4 separate regions of the Mus musculus genome follow, and all the other regions are linked to region 3. A link is a contact called in public promoter capture Hi-C data. All regions are on one chromosome and are shown on one strand. The core of a region is the stretch at or near the end of the contact, and the rest is flanking DNA. Distances in the headings are between cores, read along the strand shown. Region 1 has its middle 28 kb from the start of Gm42398. Region 2 holds the start of Mesp1 (mesoderm posterior 1). Region 3 holds the start of Vps33b (vacuolar protein sorting 33B). Region 4 holds the start of 5430400D12Rik (a long non-coding RNA gene).

Region 1 (3,119 bases), core at 43-2,542, 310 kb before region 3:
TACACCCTTTCCCTCAGGCCCACACACTCCCCTATAGTCCTTCATCATCTGCTTCCGCCAAGCGTGTACCCCTCACCCTCGGTCTCATCCACGTGCCACCCCACCTACCTTCTACTTACAAATCTGTGCGTGAGGACTGCACAGATGGCTCAGTGGTTATGAGTACCGATTGCTTTTTCAGAGGACCTGGGTTCAACTCCCAGCACCCACCTAGCAGCTCACACCTATCTGTAATTCTGGTTCCTGAGAATCTGGCACCCTCACATGTAGGCAAAACACCAAAGCACAGAAGAAGAATAAACCTTGTTAAAAGTGAAAAAATCTGTGGGTGAGAAACCATCCCTCAGTATTGGCCTTCCATGCCCACAGTTCTCAAGGGTTCAGGTGGGCGCGTGGCTGTTGCCCTTATGCCGAATCCCTGTGCCTGGCATAGAGTCGGAGCTCAGTCACTACCTCCCTGCTGCTAAGCTCTTTCTGTGGTCACAGTTGTCACCCCAGTGCTCCAGCTGCTGAGTAAGCCATTCTCTCCACACTCAATCCAGCCTGAGCCCCAGTGGGACACTCAGAAGCCCCCACTCTGGCTCCCTCCTCACCCCTGCTCACCCAGCAGCCCCGTCTACACTCAACAGAGTGGTGCTTTTTTTCCATATTTTCTGCTCATTCTTTGAGAATTTCATACATCTCTGCAGTGGATACTGGTTAAACAACACACCCCATGCCCCCTTCACCTCCTAGACCTCACCGCCACCTCCCTCCCCCCACACCAATTCATCCTTTTATAGCCCATGGGGTTCAGTGAGCACTGTCCTTAGCCACTGGGACACGGGCATCCTAAAGGATCACGTCCACTCAGAGGGACAGATTTTACTTCATCTTTCTGCACCTCTGAAATGAAACAAACACCTTCCATGTCATGATACTGGGTTGTGGGAAGTGAACTTGCACAATTCAAGAATTTAGAATTGTTCCTGGCACCAAGAATTCCATCAGCCGATGTCAGTTTTTTTAAGACCCTGGCTGGCCTGGAGTTCACAGGGATCCTCCTTTGCCTCTGACTCCAGCGCTGGAACTGAAGCCATGCCACACCTGGCAGTCAACATCATTTTTTACAACTATTTGTTACATGAATCTGTCCCTTTGAGGACAATATGTACTGATGCTTAGAGTACTGGGCTTGTACAACACTTGATTTGAAATGCCAAATATTAGCACTGGAGGGTTACTCTAAATGGGCTTCACTGTGCAGCTCTGGAAAGTAAGATTTGCAGTAAGATCTTGGGGCTGTGTCCCCATGTGAACACTAGATGGAGCTGAGGCTGTACGAGTGGTTCTAAGGACAGGGGAAACAACCAAAGAAAGAGAGCCACTTGATCCCCTGGGTCTCTGAAGATTGGCATCAGGAAGGACTGACGCCCACAGTGACAGAAGGCCATCAGCATCCTTAGTGACCACTACCAACGATCAGACACTGCACACCCACGTTCCTTCCAGCAACCTAAAAGAACTGCAGAGAGGCTCAGGGTCACCTATCTGCCAGTGGGCACGCAAGGCCCTGACCCTAAGGAGACTGACTCCACGACCTCCTGCTTTCTGTCTCTGTCCTTGCCATGGCACAGGATTCCCAAGGCTTCAAGCTACATCCTGAAGCCGGGCAAGCTGCTATACACATGGAAGCCGAATGCTTGGGAGGTGGGACAGATGTCCACGGCCAGCCTCAGCTATATGACAAGACTGAAGCCAGCCTGGGCTACATGATACCCTGTCTTAGAAATACATACATATATATACACGTATACATACATACATATATATGGAGAGAGAGAGAGAGAGAGAGAGGTGCTGGAGAGGGAACTCAGTGGTTAAGATCACTGACTGCTCTTCAGAGAACCCAGACTCAATTCCCAGCACCTGCACGGCAGCTCACAACCATTCAAGACTCCAGTTCCAGGGAGCCTATGCCCTTTTCTGGCCTCTGTAGGCACTGGATGCATTTTTTTTAATGTAAAATTTAAAAAAAAAAAAAAGGTGTTTTAAAGGGCTTTACTGGCCTGGGGAAGAAAGTGAAACCCTGAATTGATCTCTACCACTGTCCAGAAAGAAAGAGCCTTGTTTTTATAAATGTGCACATTCATGATCACAGATGCAAAACAGCGCCGAGCCACACCCCTGAGGCTAGGCTTTCAAGTGGTTGGAACCTGGAACTCCTAGAAATCACTGGGGCTGGCTGGTACCCAGGCAGCTTTGGTAGAGAGGTGTGCACCGTGGATGATAGAGAAAGGATCAGCGGTAGGGGAATGCGCCCCAGTAATAGTGTGCTTTTAAGAAAAAAAAATTCTGTTTAACAGAACAAAAGGAAATCTAGATGTGATGGGGAAAGTTACCAAGCCACAAAGAGTCACATGCTTTTTACGTCGCTAATACGTTTTTTCAAAGAACAATACTAAGTGCTTGACTTGTGCTTTTGACAGACTGGGACTGCGGACAGACAGACGGACAGACGGCATCTCCCGAGGACCCGAGTTTAGGAGAGGAAATGAGCTCGTCACCACTTCCGGGCTCCTTCCCCTCCCACATTTTATGAGTTTGAGTTTTCTCATTGTCAAGGCTTGCACTATTTACATCCTGTCCGGTAACCTTCGCTCCCACCATTGTTTGGCCGCTGTTCCGGGTGTGGACTCCGTGCTCTGGCCTGTCCTTGCAGAATGGGCTTCCCACTCCTCATCCCCCACCCATTCCTCCTAAGCCTTTGTCATCAGGGAATCTTTGCCAGAAGGGCTGAGCTAGTCCCAGCCACAGGTGTCTGGATTCTCTGCTGCCAACCTTGAAGGTTTTACAACAGCCTGATTTATGCCTGATGCCTGGGGGAAATTGATAGGGAAAAACAAACAAACAAACAAACAAGAAAAAAAACTACTGTGCTGCTATGCCTCCCAATATAAGTACGGGAGTCCTGACTCGGAGTTGGTGATGGATGGTTGAAGTGTTAGAATTTGGAACTAAAGAAAATAACCGGGCAGTCCTGACTCTGTGTGTGTGTGTGTGTGTGTGTGTGTGTGTGTGTGTGTGTGTGAGAGAGAGAGAGAGAGAGAGAGAGAGAGAGAGAGAGAGAGAGAGAGAGA
Region 2 (3,070 bases), core at 565-3,064, 480 kb after region 3:
GTTTCTCTGTATAGCCCTGGTTGTCCTGAAACTCACCTCTAGACTAGGCTGGCCTCAAACTCATAGATCTGCCTGCCTCTGCCTCCCCAGTGCTGGGATCAAAGGTGTGCTCCAACATACCTAGCTGAGTAGCCAGTGTTCTTAACTACTGAGCCATAACTCTAGGCCAGAGGTGATCTTGAACTTGAACTTCTGGTCCTCCTATCTTCATCTCTCCAGTGCTGGGGTTACAAGCCAGTGCTACACGTGGTTATGCAGTGTTGGAATAAGACCTAGGGCTTCCGGCAGGCTAGGCAAGCACTCTACCGACTGAACCACACCACCAGCCCTCTAATAGGTGAGACAGTCCAGTAGCATAGGATGGCTTCAAATTCACTTTGCAGCCAAGACTGGCCCAAACTCCTCTTGCCTTCATTTTCCAAATGTTGGAATTACAGGCATGTGCGTGTATGCCCAACTTCTGGAGACTTTATTAATAAGCATGTCACATATAAGTGGGGACAGGTTTGCTTTAATCTCTCAATTTGTATTTATTTCTCTTTATTTTTCCAACCTAGTCCCTTCATTCAGTACAACACTGAACAGGTATGGTAAGAGCAGGCATCCTCAACAGCCAGGCTCACAACTGCAGTAAGCTGAGGCAGCAGGATCAGGAGCTAAAGGCCAGCTGGGTTAGAGTAAGTTTGAGGCTAGCCTGGGCTACATGAGACCATGTTTCAAGATGTGGGAGGAAGAACACTGGAGAGACGGCTCAGCAGTTAAGAAGAGCACATGTTGCTCTTGAAGAACCCAAGGTTCTGTTCCCAGAAGCCACCTCAGGCAGCTTACAATTGCCTGCAAGGCCCGATCCTAAGGAACGTGACACCTCTGGCCTGTGTGGGGGCACCAGCACACACACACACACACACACACACACACACACACACACACACACATCTTTAAAAAATAAAAGGCAGCCTATGAACCTAACAGGTAGCATCCTATGAAATAGATTATAAAACTGCCATTGGGACAGATGAAGGTTTCTGCTTTTCAGGGTTTTTGGGTTTTGTTTTGTTTTGTTTTGTTTTTTCCAACACAGGATCTTATGTAGCCCATGTTAACCTGGGCCATATACAGCTAGGCCTGGCCTTGAACTCCTGACCCTCCTGCCTTCACCTCCCAAGTGTGCCACCAGCTCAAGGAGTTGAGTTTTGTCAAAGGACTTTTTACTCACTGTAGCTGACCAAAGCAGCAGAGCTCCAGTCATGGGAGGGCTGGGAAGGGGACCAAGCTCCCCATCTTGCCAAGACTAGAAGTGACTTGTAGTGTGGGGAGGCAGGCTCACCTCTCCCCCTGCCCGGACACCCCAGCAACCTCACAGGTCGGTCGGGATGGTTTCTTCAATGTGCCTCCCATAGCCTGGACATCAGGGAGGACTACAGGCCACATCCAAGCCTCTGGGAAGGACTGAACTAGAGTTCTCTCCGTGTCTAGAGGTCCCTAGTCCACAGTTGGCCAATGCAATCCCGAAGTCTCTTGTTATACAATTTGTAAATTAAAGTGATGGAAAAAAATGGCGTAGGGTCCCTAATAAATGAAGGTGTACCCTAAGCCTAGGAGCTAGACTTCAGTTCTCTGAGCATGGTTCTTTCAACTGGCAGTCCTGGCCATAGGTGCCTGACTTACTGAGGCCCCAAATATGGTCCAGGTGGAGCAGACTGGACTAAGGGGTCCTGCACCTCAGAGCCCCTGCTATGGTTCAAAGGGTTCAGGCCCTGCCCCCCTCCTGGCTCGAGCCGGCTTTGATATGCTGATGAATTCTGGAAGGGGCCCGCTTCACACCTAGGGCTCAGGATAAAGCTACAGCGGACCCAATGGTCAGGCCTCCGCTGCCATGGCCCAGCCCCTGTGCGAGCCGCGCTCCGAGTCCTGGATCCTGAGTCCCGCTGGTCGGCAGCCACCGATGCCTTCCGATGGGAACAGCGTCTGCTCCCCAGCCTGGTCCTCGGACCCGTGGGACGGTGCCCAGGCCAGCAGCCCTGCACCACCCTGCGCCCGCCCGGCCCGGCGTGCTGGGACCCCGGGTAGGCGCGGGACGCACGGTAGCCGCCTGGGTAGCGGACAGCGGCAGAGCGCCAGCGAGCGGGAGAAGCTACGTATGCGCACACTCGCCCGCGCGCTGCACGAGCTGCGCCGCTTCTTGCCGCCATCCGTGGCACCAACCGGCCAGAACCTGACCAAGATCGAGACGCTGCGCCTGGCCATCCGCTACATTGGCCACCTGTCGGCTGTGCTGGGACTCAGCGAGGACAACCTCCGGCGACAGCGGCACGCGGTGTCACCTCGAGGCTGCCCGCTGTGCCCCGACAGCGACCTGGCGCAGTCGCAGTCGCTCGGTCCCCGTTTAAGCCCGGCCGTCTGCAGCGGGGTGTCGTGGGGATCCCCGCCTGCCTACCCTAGACCCCGAGTCGCCGCAGAATCGTGGGACCCATCGTTCCTGTACGCAGAAACAGCATCCCAGGAAAGGCAGGAAATGGAGCCCAGTCCCTCATCTCCGGTTAGTAACCCCTTCCCCCACACTGTCGAGGTGGCGCCCCCTACTGTTGGTGCGCGACGCACAGCCCCACGTCGCGGACCAGCCTCTCTGCTGCACTCAGGATCTCCCTTGGGCGCATCCCCGTGTGCCCTGGGTGTCCGAACAGGGTGGGAGTTGGACAGGCAGGGATTAAGGACGCTTTGCTTGCTCGCTTAACCTTGAGCGTGGAGCGGATGAGCGCGGACCTGACCCTGGGGCAGGTGTTGATTGTGGCGCTGTTCACTCTTCCTGCAGCTCTTCAGCAGCGACATGCTGGCTCTTCTAGAAACCTGGACGCCGCCGCAGGAGTGGCCGCCTGCCTGAAGAGTGGAGGGGACAATGCAACGGATGATTGTCACCCTGTCTGAGCACAGACACTTTTCCTTTGGTCTTGGCACCTTCGGAGGGAGTAGATCCTGGAAGAGGCGGCAGTGATACCAACATGGGCATCCCGGGGTGGGAGCTGGCCCTCATCCAGACTGTACCATTCCAACCCTCCTTGGAAGGAGGCGC
Region 3 (3,442 bases), core at 736-3,235:
ACCTAGGGTTCCAAAGGAGAGAAATGGAACTATACAGTGAGGAACACCCATAGCCCCTAACTATTAGCACTTTAACTTGACTTCAACTCCAAATTAATCAACTTTCTTCACTTAGCCTCTTCCTCTGTGTGTGTGTGTGCCCACGCGCATTTTGTGTCTACATGCATTTGACTTACACGTGTGTGCTTTTCAGTTTCGTTCAATGTTGGCACAACAATTTTTCATTAAGCACCTGCTATGTGGCTGATTCTCAGCTCAGTACTTGATGCTGGGCAGAACACACACTATTCCTATACCTGAGAGGCTTCCATGAACAATAAGCAAACCATAACAATAAGCAAACCATTACAATGACAGTAGCAACACTACTGTCCTAATAACACAGACTAAGTCAACTTTGGTACTTCCTCAATATTTACAACTAATCAATATCTCTGAATGTTCTTTCACTGTAATTTATAAATCTATCACAAGTCAGGTGTGCTGGCAAATTCCTGTAATGCTAGCACTTGGGAAGGCTGAATCAGAGGTTTTGCCAGAGGATACCCTGGGCTACATAGTACGACCTAAAGAAACAAAACCAACAACCAAACCCCATCATTTCTCTCCTTTCTACTGCCATCAGTTTTTTGTAAGCTTTTACTACTTTAATCAGTATTCTCTGAACTAGCCTGCTGTCCAATTGCTCTTCGTTACAAACCACTATGGCAAACATTGCTTCACACTACAAATGGGTGTGGGTCTTCAGCCTGCTGTGTAATTTGTTTGTTTGGGTTTGATTTTTGTTGTTTGTTTGTTTTTCAAGACAGGGTTTTTCTATGTAGCCCTGGCTGTCCTGGAACTCACTCTGTAGATCAGGCTGGCCTCAAACTCAGAGATCTGCCTGCCTCTGCCTGTGAAGGAATGAATGCACTGGGATTAAAGGTGTGTACGACCACCCTTTCTTTCCCATGGGGAACAATGGATGAAACCGAGAACCCTGCCTGGGCAATTGTCTAACCACTGAACTTTATTTCCAACCTACAGTGTAACTTCTGTTAGCTCTTTCCTCTGCTCATGCACCGGTCCTTCCCTGCTAGGCTTCCCATCTAGCAGCCCAACTGCCTGAATGTGCACGATGTTCCTGCTCCAGAGAAAGCATGTCTATTCTTCAAACTCTAGATCTCAGGAAACTCTTAGATCGCCCCAGCTGTTGTTTATTCTAAACTTTTCCGGAAGTCTAGAATTCACTTACCATCCAGCACCCTTTAGGGGTCATTATTTCATAGGGCATCTCCTGGAATGTAACTAGTGACAGAGGTATTTCAACTGTATTTCCATCTCCAGTGATGCCTGGCACAAGTGTGTCTTTTTCATTTGCACAGAGGCTGGCAATTTCCATTTATTCTCTGGCCAGGTCTCAAGCAACTGTTACTACTCTGGTTTTTCCTGTTGACCGCCCCATTTTGGATCTGTCTCAGAAGCTCAAAGAAAAAAAACCAAGGGACTCAGCAAGGAAGAAGTCACATTGAGGGCCACACTGTTGACGCAGTAAAGGCGCCGGCCACGGCAGGCACTGACCTGTTCTAGCAGATAGATGAGCTGGTCCCGAGCCAGCCTCTTGAGCATAGAGAAGTCGGGAAGCTCAGGGGCGTCCAGCCGATGGGGAAAAGCCATGGCAGCGGTCACCTGAGCCACCGTGTGAGAGCAGCAGAATTCTCCCTGTTCTGCAAAGGCCGGCGACAGCCCAAGGTGTTACTGCAGGCTGGTACCCCGCTTGCCTGGGCTCTGGATCCCAGGACCCCCAAGGGGCCCTCGCTCCTCTGCCGTACTCGACGGATGAATGACCGACCACCTCCCGGACGGACGGCCACAGGCTCAGGCGACTCTCCTTGGAGACCTATAGTCACTGGTCCCGCCCGAGTCCACTCAGCCTGTCAGCAGGATTCCCAACGACATCCGCACACTCGGCAGCGTGCCGGGGAACCCCGCCTCCTACCCAGAGAAAAGCCACTTCCTAGACATCCCGGAAGTCCGGGTCTCCCAGTTAGCGATTAGAGCACTAGAAGGGGACGGCGGCCGGGAAGGGACATTTGAAAACGGGAGTGAATCTTTTCACAGGTTTACTTTGTGTGAATGTGAGCGGTGTGTGTGTTTGAAACCTAGTCTGCAGAGCACAGTGTGTGTGTGTGTGTGTGTGTGTGTGAGAGAGAGAGAGAGAGAGAGAGAGAGAAACCTAGTCTACAGAGCGCTGATTGCTGGAGTCTCAGCTGTTAATTTAGTCTCCAACTATTCAGTCCTTAGCTTCCTGGTAATAGAAGGTAAGCGAGCAGTGTAAAGAGGAATGAATGTGTTAGACTATGAAAGTTAAGGCTTGCCAGCTGTAACCCTTGGCTATTGGAGTTCGATTTGTTAATGGCCATTATGGAAGAAATGAATAAGCTTGTGGCACAATCATGCTACAAAACAACTGTACAAATTAAAGAGGCAAAATACAGAAGTAGTCAGCTGGTAGTGGTGCACGCCTTTAATCCCAGCCATTGGGAGGCAGAGGAAGGTGAATCTCTAAGTTTGAGGCCAGCCTGTCCTACAGAGTGCGCTCCTGGACTACCAGGACCACACAGAGAAACCCTGTCTAGAAAAACCAAAACAAAAATCAAAAACAAGCAAAAACACAGAAACACATCTATATAGTGTTGTTTACATAGAATTTGTTTATGAAACAAGGTCACAATATGTAGGCCATGCTGTCTATTGCAGATAGGAGCTGACTGGGGAAATCAATAAATGAAATAATGGGAGAAAGGGTGAGGTATAATACTTTGTTGTTTAAAAAAGAAAGAAAACAAAGGCAGTCTGTCATCTTGGTGGGTGTCTGTAAACCCAACCCTTCGAAGCAGAGAGAGGGATCAGGAGTTCTCGGCTACTCTGGTCTCCACAGAAAGTTGAGGGAAGCTGGGGTACAGCTCAGTGAATGAAAGGGTGGAGACTAGAGTTTGGATCCCCAGCACCCACAAACATGCTAAGGGGGTGTGACATCAGCTCAGTAACTTCAGCACTCCAAAGTCAGAGGCTGGGGATCCCTCAGGCAAGCTGTCTAGCTAGACTAACCTAATCACCTGGCTCTGGGTTCATCAGAAAACCCTGACTCAAAAGGTTAGCTGGAGAGCTAGCAAGGACTCCACCCCAACCTCTGGCCAACCCCTTCCCTGCCTCCCCAACTCCCACTCCCTCAAAGCAGAAACTCACCTGGGACAAATGACCCAGCTTCTAAAAATAACTAGCAAAGAGGAAAAGATGTGAGAGGTGAGACTTAAGGTATAGGAAATATATTGAGGCCAGGTATAGTAAAAATTTTGGAATTTTGGTTTTTTTTTTTTAATGGAAATATAAGAACACGTTTTCGTTCTAATCCCAGGTGTGGGATATGAGGCTGCTTCAGATGGTTCGCATCAACCATGAT
Region 4 (3,296 bases), core at 763-3,262, 350 kb after region 3:
AAGTGAAAATTATTAAATATACTTTTATTTGCCCTTTCTTCTATTTATAGTGAAATTAAATGTTTTTCATTTCCTGTATCTACTTCTTTAAACAAAAAAGGTTTGGTTTTTGTTTTTTTTTTTGTTTTTTTTTTTGTTTAGATTTATTAGTGTGTGTGTATGGAGGTCAGAGGACAATAAGTTTGCCCTCTGATCATGTGGGTTCTGGGAATCCAGATCAGGTCATCAGGATTGGCAGCAAGCATCTTCACCTGCTGAGACAGCTCACTGGCCCCTGCGTCTTTTTCTTTTGTTACTCCCATTGAAGGATGGCTTCTAGCTTTTGCCTTTCTCCTGCCTCTGTCTCCTGAGTATCGCAGGTATGTGCTGGCATACCAGCTATAGTGCTGGAGACAGAATCCAGGGTTTTGTGTAAGCGCTCTGCCACCTGTGCTACATCTCGAGCTGTATCATTATCATACACATTTATTGCTATTAATGTTGTGTGTGAACATGAGTGCACACGTGCCACAGCAATGAGAGACAAATTTTGGAAGCCAGCTCTCTCCTCTCTTGGGTTCTGGGCATTGAATTCAGTTTGCCAGGCTTAAAGGGCAAGTGAGTTTGCCTGTGGAGCCATCTCCCAGGTCCTTACTCTGTTTTTTCCTTACCTCTTTAATCCACTGTGGCCCTAACATATATGAAAGTATGAAAAAACTAAGCTGCTTTTTCTTCAAAGTGTTAATCAGTTATCTCAATAGCACTTGTGGAATTCCTTCCTACAGCCAAACTATGATAGCCCCTACATCATATATTAAAATTATTTCATGCCAAGGGCTTGGAAAGACTACATCTCTTCCAAACGACTGGAGTTGCTCCCAGCATTCACTTCAGCTGCTTATAAACTCCAGCTCTAAGGTGGCCTCTTCTAGTCTCTGAGGGCACCTGAAGCAACATTTGGACATATACACATACAACATAATTAAAATTAAATCTTTAAAATTGTTTACCACAGACTATTGTGTTATAGTTCAATAATACTTCACCTTTTAATTATGATTTGAGGCTTGTGAGGTAAAGGCACTGCCAAGTCTGATGGCTTACATTAGATCTTTTACACAGCAAGAGAGAACTGACTCCCCAAATTGTCCTCTGATTTCCACACATGCACCGTTGCAGGCGCGTGGGTCCTCTCCAAAAAAATCCATATAAATGTAACTTTAAAACATACTTCAAATTATCCTGCTTGGTTTGATTGGTGGGCAAAGCTGGTTCCTTCTTGCTACTCTGTTTTAGAATTGTCTTTGACATTTCCGTCCAACATTTGAATCATTTTGTCCCACTTCAATGCAATAGTCATTTGAATTTTTATTTACTAAAATCCCAGGGATGTATGTGGTGGTGCAGGCTTTTAATCCCAGCATTTAGGGTCACAGAGGCAGGCGAATCTCTGAGTTCAAAGCCAGGCAGGGCGACACAGTGAGACTCCGTTTCAAAGAAAGATAACATATAAACAAACAAACGAATAACTAAATGAATAAATAAATGAGAAAAGGTGTTACCAGTTTGAGACCAACCGTTCCGTTTATGTGGGATTGGATGAGAGATCCCGTATGATGTCAACTTTCACCATCTAAAGGAGAGAATGACCGTTTGACTGGCAGACTTTTGCCTAATTCACTGCAACATAAAAGCCTAGCTTTTGCTAGTCCAAGGTTAGAAGAAGAAACACAAACACCTACTGGTCCCTCAAACTGGCGCGGCTGCTGGCAGGAATTGCCAGTCTCGATGCTTGCTGCCGACACGGTTGGCTCCAGGATGGAACCAGAATGAGGGGCTCAGTCCCAGCCAGGCTTGGATTCGTTCCCAGGCTGGCCAAGGCGACCGTGCTCCTGGGCTTCTACAGCCGTGCTCCCCAGGAAAGCGCGCCGACCTCTCAGGGTGCCAGAGCGGCAGGACACTTTAGTGCTCGGTGCCCAGGGGTACCGAGACTAAGTTTCCGGGAGCAGCTTTCAGCGGGACACCAACAGGAAGTGTTCGTGTTGTGCCGGAAGAAGGTGCGTTCTTGGAGCAGGTGGTACCGAGAGAAGCGGGACCGGCAAAGATGATTCAGGCGATTCTGGTTTTCAACAACCATGGAAAACCGCGGCTGGTCCGCTTCTACCAGCGTTTTGTGAGTGCAGCCCCACCAACCATGCCCCTGCGGAGCACCAGAGCCATCCCTTCCCCACGGCCCGCAGCCGCGCTCAGCAGCATCTCCTGCTCTGGCACCGTGCATGACCCACCCCCCTGCTCCTCCCTCATCCTTCCTGGATCTTGGCTTTTCTGTGTTTTGTGACACTTTCCCTTGGGTCTTAGGGACAGACTCAGTACACAGTGTGCCGCATTGAGATATTGGGTGACAGCCTCTGTCTTTAGTTTTTTGTTTCTGTATTTGTTTTGTTTTTTAAATTGATGAGCGTAGTTTTGTGATGATCTGGTCGTTGGGTTCTTTTACGTTTATTTTTTCTCAAGGGCATGGAGAGAAGTTCTTTCGTGGAATCACTTGCTTCAGCATTGGCTGGCACTTATCAGGGTTGGGATACTTTTTATCCTGTAAGGTTGCAGAAAGTCTCTTTTAAAATTAGGGGGAAATGAGCTATTTTTACAAGATGCCAGTTGTAGTGGTGCACACCTCAAAGCTCAGAACTCGGGAGATGGAGGCGAGAGGATCAGGACTTCAAAGTTATCCTCAGATACACAGCTAGTTCTAAGCCAGCTTGAGCTACACCAGACCGCATCTTAAGAAATCATATAATTAAACAAATAAACAAATGCCATCATGGAATGCCTCAGCAATGTTCGTGCACATTTGAATTTTCTGGAAACATTTCCTTTGGGGAAACGCAGATGCCGTTCTTTGCCTTCTGTACCCCAATATTTTATTCGTGGTTAGGTTTCAAAATATCCTCCTGAGAGACTGGTTCTGTCTGAGAGGGAATAAAATCAGAAGACTTTCAGGCTTCAGCCCCACCTTTTGTACACGTTAAGAAATGTCTTGCCGGGCGGTTCTGGCACACACCTTTAATCCCAGCACTTGGGAGGCAGAGGCAGGTGGATTTCTGAGTTCGAGGCTAGCCTGGTCTACACAGTGAGTTCCAGGACAGCCAGGGCTTTAGAGAGAAACCTTGTTTTGAAAAACAAACAAACAAACAGAAATGTCTCTGGGTCTTTTATTCCTTTTTTCATCATAAATGAAAAGTATTTGCTTTTTAAAATAGGATTTTCCAACTACGTTTTTAAATAGAACACTGAATACAACTTCAATTTTTTGTTGT

What was found. Promoter capture Hi-C pulls out the DNA fragments that hold promoters and counts their contacts. Capture Hi-C pulls out chosen DNA fragments and counts their contacts.
Region 1: a promoter capture Hi-C map of the HPC-7 cell line shows a contact between it and region 3, with 3 times the contacts expected there. The contact joins the enhancer-like site here to the promoter of Vps33b in region 3. A contact is called at or near these places in 9 of 39 promoter capture datasets (the 3T3-L1 cell line, the C10 cell line, the HPC-7 cell line and 5 more), 2 of 484 Hi-C or Micro-C datasets (bone marrow-derived dendritic cells and bone marrow-derived macrophages), 4 of 115 datasets of contacts at active chromatin or transcription factors (bone marrow-derived macrophages, microglia, neural tube and 1 more) and 3 of 9 other capture datasets (liver, macrophages and pancreatic islet).
Region 2: a promoter capture Hi-C map of liver shows a contact between it and region 3, with 2.4 times the contacts expected there. The contact joins the promoter of Mesp1 here to the promoter of Vps33b in region 3. A contact is called at or near these places in 10 of 39 promoter capture datasets (the 3T3-L1 cell line, cranial neural crest, hippocampal neurons and 5 more) and 1 of 9 other capture datasets (embryonic stem cells).
Region 4: a promoter capture Hi-C map of adipose tissue shows a contact between it and region 3. The contact joins the promoter of 5430400D12Rik here to the promoter of Vps33b in region 3. A contact is called at or near these places in 5 of 39 promoter capture datasets (the 3T3-L1 cell line, hippocampal neurons, liver and 1 more), 1 of 115 datasets of contacts at active chromatin or transcription factors (stem cell-derived neural progenitor cells) and 2 of 9 other capture datasets (adipose tissue and liver).

The regions. Positions count from the first base shown.
Region 1 is chr7:80,582,449-80,585,567 of GRCm38.p6, reverse strand. No RefSeq gene overlaps it. Among named protein-coding and RNA genes, the nearest start is that of Gm42398, 28 kb to the right of the region's middle. Within about 2 kb of position 1,292, at least 88 of the 459 cell types and tissues checked have an H3K27ac peak or open chromatin away from gene starts, as enhancers often do. A contact at or near this core is called in the HPC-7 cell line, bone marrow-derived dendritic cells, bone marrow-derived macrophages and 4 more, where this site is marked.
Region 2 is chr7:79,792,334-79,795,403 of GRCm38.p6, reverse strand. It overlaps Mesp1 (mesoderm posterior 1), which reads left to right and starts at 1,814. Exons shown (of 2, transcript NM_008588.2): 1 at 1,814-2,539; 2 at 2,813-3,070. The coding sequence starts at 1,877. The coding sequence ends at 2,881.
Region 3 is chr7:80,268,198-80,271,639 of GRCm38.p6, reverse strand. Vps33b (vacuolar protein sorting 33B) reads right to left here and starts at 1,985. Exons shown (of 23, transcript NM_178070.4): 1 at 1,561-1,985. The coding sequence starts at 1,656.
Region 4 is chr7:79,919,365-79,922,660 of GRCm38.p6, reverse strand. 5430400D12Rik (a long non-coding RNA gene) reads right to left here and starts at 2,012. Exons shown (of 2, transcript XR_003946805.1): 1 at 1,722-2,012; 2 at 1-1,612. It overlaps Ap3s2 (adaptor-related protein complex 3, sigma 2 subunit), which reads left to right and starts at 2,021. Exons shown (of 6, transcript NM_009682.3): 1 at 2,021-2,152. The coding sequence starts at 2,084.